Linked DNA regions of Pan troglodytes: region 1 is linked to region 2. A link is a contact called in public Hi-C data. All regions are on one chromosome and are shown on one strand. Each heading gives the region's core, a stretch centred on a gene start, on an enhancer-like site or on the middle of the called end of the contact. The rest is flanking DNA. Distances are from core to core; before and after follow the strand shown.

The links. Hi-C and Micro-C count contacts between places; a contact is called where the count stands out from the background.
Region 1: a Hi-C map of induced pluripotent stem cells shows a contact between it and region 2, with 1.8 times the contacts expected there. The contact joins the promoter of CNOT2 here to the enhancer-like site in region 2. A contact is called at or near these places in 3 of 7 Hi-C or Micro-C datasets (induced pluripotent stem cells and stem cell-derived neural progenitor cells) and 1 of 1 datasets of contacts at active chromatin or transcription factors (stem cell-derived excitatory neurons).

Annotation. Positions count from the first base shown.
Region 1 is chr10:76,977,218-76,980,379 of NHGRI_mPanTro3-v2.0_pri, forward strand. It overlaps CNOT2 (CCR4-NOT transcription complex subunit 2), which reads left to right and starts at 1,430. Exons shown (of 17, transcript NM_001280492.1): 1 at 1,430-1,462. LOC134807584 reads right to left here and starts at 1,787. Exons shown (of 2, transcript XM_063786926.1): 1 at 1,328-1,787; 2 at 299-890. The coding sequence starts at 1,787. The coding sequence ends at 820.
Region 2 is chr10:76,641,136-76,644,006 of NHGRI_mPanTro3-v2.0_pri, forward strand. MYRFL (myelin regulatory factor like) reads left to right here. Exons shown (of 25, transcript XM_016924934.3): 10 at 1,663-1,753. Among named protein-coding and RNA genes, the nearest start is that of MYRFL, 79 kb to the left of the region's middle. Within about 2 kb of position 1,351, at least 3 of the 24 cell types and tissues checked have an H3K27ac peak or open chromatin away from gene starts, as enhancers often do. A contact at or near this core is called in induced pluripotent stem cells, where this site is marked.

The DNA.
Region 1 (3,162 bases), core at 180-2,679, 340 kb after region 2:
CCTCCTCGAATTTTCCTGAAGTGAAAAAAAAACAGTGAAGTAGAGTGTTTGATGAAATCAATAACCAAGCAAAACATTTTCTACCTACACCAGTACCACTAGGAGTTGAAATAAATTCACACAATGTCTGCTGATATGTCAAAACACCTTACCTTCAAAAACATGACAGTTACCTTTTATTTTATAGTATGCTTGTGTTTCTTCCTATTTCTTGCTTTTGACTTTCAATGATAAATGTAAACTGGATTACAGTGATTCTTTTGTAAGTAAAAGGTGACTTTTTAAAAGAAACAACCAATGGAAATAGAAATTTTATTTACTTCAAATTAACTGTACTTCAATTACTCAAATAGAAAAGAATAATTTTCACATTATGAAGCTACACAATTCCAAAATACACATGCTGAGGCTCTTTTTAAGTCCGAATTGTCTAGTAATTACAAAAAAGTGAAGAGTTTACAGATATACAAGGAAATAAAGGCGAATTATTGCAAAGAAAACAAGTTTAATTTCACTTTGAACGACAACGATTTTTCTGGAAAGCAGATACTTCACTCCTTTAAGTTTCCACCCAAGCCACAATAATTTCAAACGGTCTTGCGGATGACCCAGCTGGTCACTCTTGTTTATGTGGGGACTGGAGGTAATGAGAGCCAAAAAAAGTGCTATAAACCTAATTTGGCTAGAGCAAGTTCACACGACACGACCGTGCTTTAAAAACTTGCTCTCCATTATGTACTTCCTTCCATCAGGTTGGGGGGAAAAAAATGGTGGGGATGGTGAGTAAATACACCAGTGGTTTCATCAGAGGGGAACTCACTACTCAGGAGGTGACGGTGACGTGGTGCCGGTCCCTGAAGTACGCGCACAAGCTCCGGAGGTTGCGGGAGCTGAGGGAGGAAACAGGGACACGGTCAGATTCGCTCCAGGTGGCGGGAGTGAGGAGGGGAGGAGTGACGAGGCGGACGTGCGGGGGCGGGGGTGTCCAACACAAACACAAACACGAACACGCTCAGCGTCCCCGGGGAGGGCGGACTGAAGCCACCTCACCATTCATCGCCCCTGGACCCCGCAGTCCCCCCTCGGACTCAGGGCCAGAGCCTTCTGCGAAGTAACCTAGCCCCAGGGAAACGGTAGCGGCCGCAGAAGCCCCGCTCTCTGTAACGGCCGCGGAGGAGCAGCAAGCCTCCCTGTGAGTCGGTGGGAGACAAGACGGAGCGGCGGTAAGGGCGGTAGGGAAGTGAAGCGCCTCTCTCCACCTTGTTACAAGCGCGCTGAAAGCGGCCTACCCACCCCATCGCTGCCGTTTTGCAGTCGTCGCTCCCACCTTCCGCTGCCGCCTGGAGGGAAGCCGGAGCGACGGGGGTCACGGCGGCGGTCAGAGGGTAAAGGTCTTGCTCCCAGCAGCCTCCGCGGTGGATACGTCGCCATCTTGGATCCGCGGGACAAGAAAATTCATGCGGTGAGTTTTTGGTAAATTTTCGGAAGTCTGGCAGCGGGGCGCGCGGCGGGGGCGGCAGATTCGGGGCCCCCGCAAGGCGGGGGAATGCCCCGGGGCCGGTCCGGTCGCGCCCAGGGTCCGCCGGTAGCGTCCCGGCCCACCGCTCCCCGTTGCTTTTGTCTCGGCTCCAATCGAGAGAGGGAGAGCGGAGCGGGCGGGGAGGGGGGTGGCGGCGGTGGAGGGAGGGAGGGGGTGTGTATGGGGGTGGTGGTGGACCGGACGTAAAGCGTCGCTGTACTCGGGCCGCTGCAGCAGCAGCAGCTCCAGATCCTAGGCCCGGTCCCATCCGCGAGTGGTGGGGCTTCCCCAGACTCCACTCCCCTAGGCTCCCGCCAGCGCGGAGGAGCCGCTGCCGCCGCGCTGCTTCCTGGGGGAGAAGAGAAGACGGCAGCGGCCGTGGCCGACGAGCTCGAGCCCGCTTTAGACGGCTCTGCCGCCTTCCTGGCAGCTGTTGCTGTCTGTGGCTTCTTACCTTCTCTCAATACACGTATATCATCTGCCAGTTATGTGTATTTCTGTTAGTGTGTTTGCAAGTGTCAGATGGGAGACACTGGACTGGCTAACGGGTGTCAGGAGCCTGCAGGCCCTGGGATACCGAAGGCTGTGCATGGTGGAGGGAGAAGGAATGCAACTGCGATGCCGCCTCTGCCACCGCACCAGGAAGGTGAAGCTTCCGTAGTGTCGTAGACTGAGTCCGGATGGTCCTGGGGCGGCGGAGGAACCACAGGCGCTTCTGTCTGTGAAGTTGCAAGCCCTGGGTTTCTACTTCCGCAGGGGCCTCTCCACCTTTTGCTGTCGTAGGTCTCGCTTAAAAGTTTAACAGAAGAAAAGAGTAGGGTTAAAAGAGGCCTTTGTAGTTCTTCATTGAAGCACTGTTGTCTGTCCGGGTGAAAGCCGATAACTCTTGGTAACTGTGGTCCTTAGCAAAAGAGAATTGGAGTTTTCTTTTATACAAAGTATTTCCAAGGTTTTAGACCTTATATTTATTCCAGGCCTGTAGGTACGTTATTACTACCACAAAAGTCTTACATAAGGGTACCACCCTCTCAGAGGGAACCTAAACATCAACTTCCTTCGAATCCTTGGAGACGTCTTCACTTTTCAACATCCGGAAGACTGAGTGCAACATATTTTGTTTCATTTTCATAAAAGTCTTGGTCAGAGAATCCCACTCGTTTTAAAATCGTTTGGGCAATTCCTCATAATTAAGTACACTGCTTTGAACCCTTAGTTCTTGGCGAAATGGTAAAAAGTACTCAGTTAAAGTCAGTTCACGAGGGAGGCCAACTTGAATTTAAGGTTCAAAGTTGGACATATTTAGTGTCATGCTTAATATTAGGAATTTTTAGAGCTCGGAATCATAAGTGTGACTGTTGATTTCCCTTTTGAAGCAATATAAATGGAAAGAATAAAGTATGGGGTGAGGGATGAGATAGAAATTTTAAAGTATCCATTTACATGCAAGGTTGATGTTGAGTTTGGGAATGCTTGGCATAATTGACAACAGTTCTTTCCAAACGTCAATGAATAAATCTCACAATTTTGTAAGGTAACTATTGCAGATTGAAAGGGTTAAGAATCATAGTTGGCTGAAATGGTTAAGTGTCTATATTCAGATCCCAGTTCATTGGAATGTTTTATAATGGACCAAGATAATTAGT
Region 2 (2,871 bases), core at 101-2,600:
CTGTGTGCATGGCAGTGTGGCTGGGTACTTTATCTGGCCAGGAAGTGCCCTCCTGGGGCCCCTCTGATCTTCCTGGTGCTACCAGCCAGAACACAGGGCCTCTAAGCCACTTTCCTCCCTTCTCTGACTCTCAGTTTATTAACATTTCTCCTTTACCTGTGGACATCTTTCTTCTCCCAACCCCATGCCCTGCAATGCCCACTTTCCTGCCCTGCCCTATCTCTGCCTGGCTCGATTGCCTCCACGTTTTTCTAGAGTGACCACATGTTTATGTCTCATTGCCATCCACAGATTGAGGGCTGGCTGCATTTCTCAACCAGTGTGCTGATCTCTAGTCTTGAAGTTCTGCTATGACCTTTTTGATTAAAAAAGAAAATAACTTGTTTTCATGATTTAGACCTGTGGTTTTCAAAGTGTGGTTCCGGGACTAGCAGAGATGGAAACTTGTTAAAAATGCGAGTTCTCGGGCCTTACTGAAGAATCAAAAACTCTGAATCGAAAACTCTGGGGATGGGGCTTAGCAATTTGTATTTTAACAAACCCTCCAGGTGACACTGATACATGCTCAAGTTTGAGAACTGCTGGTTTTAGAACATAGGTTTTGGAGTTGGATAGAATTGAATCTGACTACTTGATACTGGCATTTACTGGGTGGGTGACCTTGGGCATATAACTTAACCTCTCTGAGACTCATTTTCCTGTCCTATAAAATAGAGACAATAACAATATTCTACTCCGATAAAGTTGTTTTGGGGCTCTAAATAGACTAATGTAGGTAAACTGCTTAGCCCGGTATATGACACACTGAGCTCTTGACAGTAACTAATAATAATAATGATAACGGTTACTACTCTTACTGATTTACTTTAGATGCAGAGGGAAACTCTTGTTCTCTAAGAGAATAGGAATGTTACAGAGGAAGCTGGTGAAGTTTTTTCATGCAGTTCTTGGGCAAAAGCTTCTTTGATGTGGATAGTTTTAATTTTGACTTTTAAGAAGTGGTCTAGTCTTAAAACTGTCTCATCAGTGGTACGTATGAAGAGGAATTGAAATAACAGTGATGAAAATTGCCTTGGAAGCAATCGAAGGGGAGGTCTCAGTCTTTGGCTAAAGTCAAGCCCTGTGGTTGTTGAAGGCACAGGATATATGGCCAAGAGCAGGCTGAACTGGGAAGGATCCAGTGTGGTGGGGCAGACCCTAGGAGTCAGTCTCCATTAAGGCCCAGGCCATGTGGCTTCTGGGGCTCTGAACAAAGGGACCTTTAAGGTGGCTTCCTGTTGTATTTGTGAGCCATGCTGTGCTGAGGGCTCAGGACTGCAGCATAGAGAGGCCTGTGCTGAATCAGCACAGATAGGCTGACTCCAGACCCCTCCTGGGATGTCTCTGCAGGGTGGCCTGCTTTCCTGCTCTTTTGGGGCATGTAAAACAGCTCACAAATACCACCAACTGGGCAAAGAGCTGACCCAGAACAATAGCAAGTGAATCAACTACTCTCTTGTTTCACTGGGGGGACAACTTAGAACAGAAGGGAAAAGGCAGTCTTTAAATAAGCAAACTCTTCTCGATAAGTTCACTATTGATCAACTGTTGGGTGGTATTTGATTGTACAAATTGTGTCTCCATTCCTGATGCATTGGCATTGGTCTGCTGTCTCTGAATTAGATACTTCATGTTGGTGGTTGGACTGTATGCTGCTAACCAAGACCAGTTCTATCTGTTGTCTGCCCACATCTCTGAAAGGATCATTGTAAGGGTAAGCTCAGTTCTCTGACTTTTCTGGATCTCACATGCTTTCCTCCTATGTAGGCAGAATTTGAATTTTCAATGGTGTGCTTGAATATGCTATTTCGATGATAATGATAGTAATGGCAGAAACTATTATTTTAGTTTTCACACAGTGGTTCACAACCAAGGGCAATTTTGTTCTCCAAGGGTCACTTGGCAATGTCTGGAGACATTTTTGGTTGTCACAGCTGGCATCTAGTGGATAGAGACCAGGCATTCTGCTCAGTACCTTACAATGCACAGGACAACCTCCACAACAAAACATTATACCTCCCAAAATGTCAGTGGTGTTGAGGTTGAGAGACTCTGGTTTTTACTCTATGGTCTAGGCACTGAGCTAAACAATTTATATATGACATCATTTTACATTGTTATACTTTCACATTACATTATTTATACCCAGAGCAACTGAGGCTTAAGAGACTAAGTAACTAATCCATGATCTCATGAATTGTAAATGATGGAGCCTGGATCTCTCTGACCCTAAAGCCCACAGGGTGGGGAAAGTGGTAGGAAAGCATTCCAGGCCAAATGTGATTGGTGGTACCAGGGCATCTGGGCTACTGTCTAGCACATGGGAATGGCTGGTTCAGCACATTTTGCTGAATGAATGATTGGTCACAGCTGTGCAGGGGAGTCTTGGCAGGCACAAAACATAAAGCTGTTGGTGGCTGCAGCTGCAGCTGTGTGAGTTCAGGCTGGCCACCACTGAAAATACCAGAGGCATGAAGTAACAGGTAGCCACAGGCCTGGAAGCCCTGGGAGGGACTGTGTTGTTATGGATCTTTGAAGTGATACAGGGAGGCCATGCAAACTCCAATAGAGAACAGTGTTCACTGTGGGCCTGCCCATGTATGTGGCTGTTAACCTGAGGCCCTGAGGAAGAAAAGAAGATCTGCCCATTTGGGGAAATGGCATCTCTCCTTGCCCGTGTCGAACTGTTCTGAAACAAAGGGCCCTCTGTAATTCCTTTTGTCAATTAAAATTAATAAGCCTCCTATTAGTGGAAATCCTTTAACTATGTCTCAACGTTGTAATGGAGATGAAGTGATGATAGAAATGAGGTAAAACACTTATGTGTTCAGC